Linked DNA regions of Sus scrofa: region 1 is linked to region 2. A link is a contact called in public HiChIP or PLAC-seq data. All regions are on one chromosome and are shown on one strand. Each heading gives the region's core, a stretch centred on a gene start, on an enhancer-like site or on the middle of the called end of the contact. The rest is flanking DNA. Distances are from core to core; before and after follow the strand shown.

Region 1 (3,352 bases), core at 440-2,939, 73 kb before region 2:
CCCCTAGCCTGGGAACTTCCATATGCCACACATGTGGCCCTAAAAGAAAAAAAAAAGAAGAAAAAAGAAAGAAAGACATGGAAGGCCAATTTACCATTGGATTTAGCAACAAGGAGATCACTGACAACAATGATAAGGGCAGTTTCTGTGGTGTCATGGGGTAAAAGTCTGAAGTGGGTTCTAAGGGCAAAGGGGAAGAAGAAGACAGTATATGAAGACAACTATTTTAAAGAATTTTTCTATAAAAGAGTGGAAAGAAATGTAGCCAGAGTTGGTGAGGGAGTAGGGTTAAGATAAATTGATCAAATGAAAATCAGTAAATGATTATACAGAGAAAGAAGAAGAAAAAATTTTGGAGCAATGTCCTTGAGTGGAGGAGAGGAGTTGGAATCTAGCGCAGAAGTGGAGAGATTATTGTAAGATTTGGTGAAAGAATACAGATTATTCTTCTATGATAATTGGCAGGATAATTGACAGTACAGATACTGGAAGGAGGTTTATGTGTTAGGGGAAATCTGTGGAAGTTCTAAAGGCCTCCAAGTAGAAAACACATACATGCATACACAGGAAAGGATTAGGAATCAGAACAGCTTTGGATTTCTCAATGCTAACACAAAATCTAGAAGACAAGGGATCACGGCTTTGAAAAACCAAAGGGAAGATAATCTGCAACCTAAGAATTTTATACCTAGCCAAACTATCACTAAGTGAGCATAGTCTACATGCATTTCTGACAGGGTGAGCTGGATATCTTCTGTTTGGCCTTCCAGATCCACTCTCCATCCTTCTCTTTCCTTCTTTGTGCTCGGGAGGGTAGACCTGTACAGATTGCTTTGCTTGAGTTCTCTTGCCCTCTAGCTTCTGGTGGGTTTGGCAGATGTGAGATACTGTAGGATACCAGGGAGCAGAAGAGAGAGAGGTCAGTGCTGTGTTCATTTACTGTAAAGACATAGATCTTGCTGATCAACACTTCTATAGCTGCAGCTCTCTGGATTTTAGTAATCACTCCTTCCTTTTACCCCTTCAGGCCTCAATCTTCCTGTTGTTGCTAGCCTCAACTCTTAGTATCATTCACACCTTTGTAACCAGTTCCTTCTTGAAGCTTTCCTCTGGCTCCCACTTAAGAATGCCTTTTTTTCCCCCCTTGGCTGGACCTTGACTGAATGACTACATAGATTTCCAAAAATGTAGCCATACACTTTATCTCATAAAACCATTGAAGAAAATTCTCCCCTAAAATAAAAAAAGAAGATGACACAGGAATGAGGCAAAGAGAATCCTCAGAAGAATGGTGAAAGGAGATTCCAAGATGACAGCTGTGTATTAGGTACACAACAAGCGATTCTAATTTGAGCTGGAGGGAAGGCAATGACAGTGCAGGAATTCCACACCCGCCGCGGGGTTTGCGTTTGCGTTTGCGGACCAACTGATGAGTGGGAGGGAGCATTGTTCCTCTGACACACCTCAACGCACCCCGGCTGCAGCCCAGGGCTGAGGGCGGGGTAGAGGGAAGAGCTTCAACTCGCTGAGCTCAGGAGGACAGGCGCTGCAGCGGAGCGGCCCGCCAGGCCACTCGCGCACGCGCATCCCCGCCGCACCCCGCCAGCCTATAGCGCACGCGCAGTCCGCCCTCGCTCGCTCAGGCAATCCCCCCAGGGCCAGGGCCCCACCCCCGCAGGCCCCGCCCCGCTCCCAAGCGCGGAGCGCTCCATATCCGGGTTCCCGCCGCTGCCGCCTCGCTCATTCAGCTTTGCCGGGAGTGGTGTGATCCCCGACCAAGATGGCGGCCGTCGGGCGAGTCGGCTCCTTTGGCTCCTCTCCGCCGGGATTAGTCTCGACCTATACTGGCGGCCCCTTGGCTAACGAGCTAACGTCGGGAAACGGCGGGGCCGCGACAGGCGACGACGAGGACGGGCAGAACCTTTGGTAAGGACCGCAGCCCTCCCTGGTCCCCGCTGGCACCCTCGGCCCTGCGGACGCCCCAGGGTCTCGTGCCCGCCGGAGCTCGGCGCCCACCCAGGCCGCGGCTTTCTCGGCAGCTCCCGCCCCGGCGCACTGAGCCCGGGGCCGTTCCTCCCTCGCCAGACCCCGGCCTGAGTGTGCTGTTTGCTCTCCACCAGGTCCTGCATCCTCAGCGAGGTCTCCACCCGCTCGCGCTCCAAGCTCCCCGCGGGGAAGAACGTACTGCTGCTGGGTAAGTGCCCCCCACGCCACTCTTGCTCCGCTCTGCGCGCCCCCACCACGGCCTGGGTACGGGTCCGAGTCTGCTCGCCGCTCCTTGGCTCGCTTTGTGCGGACTGCCGGGCCTGGCTCCACCCGCGCGGGGCCGGTCCTTGACAGCTGGGGGAGGAGGAAACCAGGGACCCCTGCCCCGGGACCTGCGAGGACTCGCCCTCCACTAGGTGTGCGTGGGTGGCCCTGACAGCCTCCCCTGAGAAGGACAATGCCGTTAACCCATCTGAAAGATCCGAGTGGCTTGGGGTTTACCTAGAAAATAAAGACGGTTTTTCTTTCATAACAAAATTTAGTAGCAGGACACTTTCTGCAAGAGCTCCAGTGCAAATGGCATGCTATCAATATTTAATTGCTGGCTCTTTGTATAATTAACAGAGAAACTAGAAATGAGCCCTTGTAGTCATGACAAATGTTCTTACTTGATTCAGCTTTTATTGGTACAATGGGCTCGTGTTATAGCTGCCTTTTCAACTGTCACTTAAAATTCCGAAATTCGTAAAGGGCAGTAAACACCTTGCTAGTTCAGTCCCTTTAGCCAGATAGATGTAATAAGGAGAAATATCTCAAATCTCCTGATGGTTCTATATCACCTTTGCTCTCTGGAAGTTGTATGTATTTTGTTTCTTTACTGATTCTGGGGGTGGATGTGGAAGACAGGGAGAACAATTCACAGGTCCACATTTTTGCAGGCTTAGCTTCAAAGTCATTTAGAGGAGAGATTTCATTTCCTTTAGATGTGAAGTTTTGAAGTTTGGCCTATAAAATGATGGTTGAATTGTAAAAATTTGATATTGATGTCTCAAGACATTTTATGTACATTTAAACACGGAACAGGAAACAAAGACGTCAAATGCCACTTGTCAGTGTCCACTTTTAATGGGAATGCTTACTTTTTTTTCATGAACAGCCGCCATCTACAATATATGATTCTTGACGTTTAAGTTAATGGATCTAGTTGAAAAATTGGTGTTAACCTTGGTTTTTTTAAGTTTTTAAATGTTTTTTATTTTAAAAATTTTATAGGAGTATGGTTGACTTAGACTGTTGTGTTAACTTCAGGTGTAACCTTTGTTTTTAATGTGATTGAAAGTACCAAAGGCACACTGACATGGGTTCA
Region 2 (3,278 bases), core at 619-3,118:
TTCAGAATGTTCAATTAAAGATAGAAGGATAGCTTTGGCTGACTGTAGAGTCCCTCCCCATCTTCCTGCAGGGTAGTATCTACTTGTCTCTATTTATTTGAATGGAACCTTTTGTTTTGTTACTAGGGGGAAAAAAAGGGAAGTTTGGGGCTGTGGAGAACAGAAGATAAATGTGGAAACAGAGGGCAGCAGTAACCCCTTCCCTCCTCCATGGGTCTTGAGGCCCTAATGGATAGCCGGTTTGAGGTTTGCTGGGCTAGCGGTTAGCAAGGCCATGAGTCAGACTGCCTAGGCCTACATTCCAGTTGCCCCTGGGTGTTTGACCTTGGATGTTATCCTTGGCCTCTTGGCCTTATTTCCAAACTGAATTTGAGTCTGCTTACCCACTGCATAGCAAAGCCAGCTGACTGACACCCAGTCATAGTGATGGAAAGTACAGCATTTATTGCATAGCCCAGCAAAGAGCATGAATGGCTAGTATTCAAAAGATCAGAACTTCTCGATGGTTTTCTGGGGAGGGCTCTAAAGGCAACATTTGGGGTGAGAGTTGAAGGGGGCGTGACTTACTTCTGATTGGTTGATGGTACTGTAACAACCTTCAGGTTTCAAAAATCTTCATCACCCACCTTCTGGTTCCAACCAGAAGTGTGGCGTCTATGTGCTTGTTGTCAGCATGTAGCTACTATTCTTCACCTGAGTGGGGGGACTTGGTTCCTGCAGAACAACTCAAAATCTGTGTCAGATGTTATGTGCATCCCCTGAGGAGGAGCTAGGACTCTATTCACTGAACTGTTGTTTCTTGCTTTTCTTTCTGCATTCCTCACTTCTCTAATTAGTAACCGCTTGACTCTGCTCTTTGGAGCTCAGGAAAGGCCTAGGAGACTAAAGCCTTTTTCTACAGGCAAGAAACAAGGGGACACAGATGGGCCTTTGTACCTGGAAGGGCTTGGTTTAAGCCTTAGTTTTCTCATCTGTAAAACTTATGACAGTACCTACATTACGTTGTTTTGGAGAAATATGTGTGCCTGGCATATGACTGGATCAACTTCAGTAGATAAAATATAATTACTTTTTTTTTTCAGGGCTGCACCCACGGCACATGGAGGTTCCCAGGCTAGGGCTTCAATAGCAGCTGTAGCTACTGGCCTACACCACAGCCACAGCAATGAGGGATCTGAGCCATGACTGTGACCAACACCATGACTCATAGCAACATAGCAACGCTGGATCCTTAACCCACTGAGCTAGGCCAGGGATCGAATCTGTATCCTCGTGGATACTAGTCAGGTTTTTTTCTGCTGAGCCACAACAAGAACTCCTAATTGATAAGTCTAAGTTCACCAAAATTAACATGTGATCGTAGCAGCTGGTGAACAAGAAAGAGACAAGTAAATTGAACAATTTTGACAAGTAAGCCTAAAACCTCAGAGAGAAGCAGGAGAGAGCTTCCTTAAAATACTTCCAGACAGCCCATAGCATTTAAAATGAAATCCAATTTTTCCCTTGCTGTGCAAGCCCCCTGCATTATCTGGTCTCTGACTACATCTTCAGCTTCACCTACTTCTCCCTTACTTAACCTAGCCACACTAGCCCTTTCAAACTGCGCCGAACTCGTTCAGTCCTCAGGAATTTTGCACCTGCGGTTCCCCTTCTTTGAGTCTCTCCAAGTCGTTATAAGTCTCGATGCGTAAGGCCTCGCGGCAGGGGGCGGGACTAGAGTGAGGCGGAGGCGGGGCCGAGCGGAGGCGGGGCCGAGCGGAGGCGGGGCCGAGCGGAGGCGGGGCCGAGCGGAGGCGGGGCCGAGCGGAGGCGGGGCCGAGCGGAGGCGGGGCCGAGCGGAGGCGGGACCGGGGCGGGGTCGGCCGGAAGCGGGCGGAGGCCCAGGAAGTGACGGCCTTCGCGGAGTCCGCCGAGACTGAGACGCCAGCAGCTCTCTTGCGTCCCTGGGCCCTGGGCGATGGAGAACGGAGCGGTCTACAGCCCCACCACAGAGGCGCACCCAGCCCCCTCCAGAGGCGCCCGGAGAGGCCTCTCCAGCTACTTCACCTTAAAGCGGCTCAAGGGGCCCTTGCGAATCCTCAAATTTATGCAGCTGGTGAGTCTGCGGGCTGGGCGGGAGAGAGGAGGTTGCGGAGCCGCCCTCAACCTGGCTGTTGGAAGGGGCAGTTTCCACACCCCCAGTGACTTCCCCCTCTGCCTGGGAAGGGGCTGTTTCCTTCCGGGCTCCCCCTTCCCACCGGCCCCCTCCTCTCCTGGTACGTCCGGGTTGAGTTCCCGGTGGCGACCTAGGACCCCTCAGTGTGTTTGGCGGGCGCAGGAAGTGCGTGGGGGAGACCCAGGTCGTCCACGCAGACTTTCAACTTCCATAGCGACTTTCATCGCTTCTCCCAGCTATTACTCTGGGAACATTATCTCCCGAAGTCCTCATATTTAGGAAATGAAATGCTTTTTTTTATCTTTCTCTGGTTTTTGCGGTTTTCCTGGTGCGCGCCGATGGGGGCAGTTTAATTTGTTGGACAGAGTCTTTGGATACTGCGCATGGTGTTGAGATGTGTGTGTCCTAAATTGTCTCCAAATAGTTATATATTGGCTGGAAAAGAATTGTTCCTGAATAAGCAATATGTGTGTACTAAATACAAAGTCAAAAGGACAACCTTTTTTTGGTGTGTTTGTACGCAGGTAGCAGTGCCAGGGCACGGTGTACTTCTTTTTCAGTTTCATTGAATTTCAGTTTATTTTAGGCTTTGGTTAAGGACCTTAAACCTATTAGTGAAAATATCAAAACATCTCTGAGGTTTAAATTTTAATTCAAGTCACACACACATCGTTGCTGTTTTAAGCAATGATGAATAACATTTTCTGCCAGAGGGAAAATCAGACTGTTTAGCATTTCTAGTTTATGGGTTGGTTTGGTTTGTTTAACCATCCCACGTGAAAATAGCCAGTTGGTTTCCTTCGGAAGAAATTAAGTTCTTAGAACTCAGATAACCAGAATTTATATTCTTAGAACTCATATGACCTACTTTTATTGTATAGAAGAATAGCAGTGGGAAAACTAATGCTACTTTTTAGCCACTTCTGGGAATAATTAGGAAATCACGTGGAGGCAAGTGACAGGCCTATGGAACTTAGGAGGGTCTGGCTCTACTTTTAGTTCCAAACTGGCAAGCTTTCTGTTCTTAGCAGGTTCAGTTTCCTTTCTGCCATTGTTCCTTTGCATGGATCCTTCTTTCTACCCAGAAGGGCTTCCTTCTGCCCTTCCTCTTGTCAGTTCTCAC

What was found. HiChIP or PLAC-seq counts read pairs in DNA pulled down with a chosen protein or histone mark.
Region 1: an H3K27ac HiChIP or PLAC-seq map of alveolar macrophages shows a contact between it and region 2. The contact joins the promoter of DYNC1LI1 here to the promoter of CMTM6 in region 2. A contact is called at or near these places in 4 of 47 Hi-C or Micro-C datasets (alveolar macrophages, blood, heart right ventricle and 1 more) and 2 of 2 datasets of contacts at active chromatin or transcription factors (alveolar macrophages and skeletal muscle).

The regions. Positions count from the first base shown.
Region 1 is chr13:18,556,394-18,559,745 of Sscrofa11.1, reverse strand. DYNC1LI1 (cytoplasmic dynein 1 light intermediate chain 1) reads left to right here and starts at 1,689. Exons shown (of 13, transcript XM_021071542.1): 1 at 1,689-1,926; 2 at 2,121-2,194. The coding sequence starts at 1,781.
Region 2 is chr13:18,484,130-18,487,407 of Sscrofa11.1, reverse strand. It overlaps CMTM6 (CKLF-like MARVEL transmembrane domain-containing protein 6), which reads left to right and starts at 1,868. Exons shown (of 6, transcript XM_021071540.1): 1 at 1,868-2,095. The coding sequence starts at 1,958.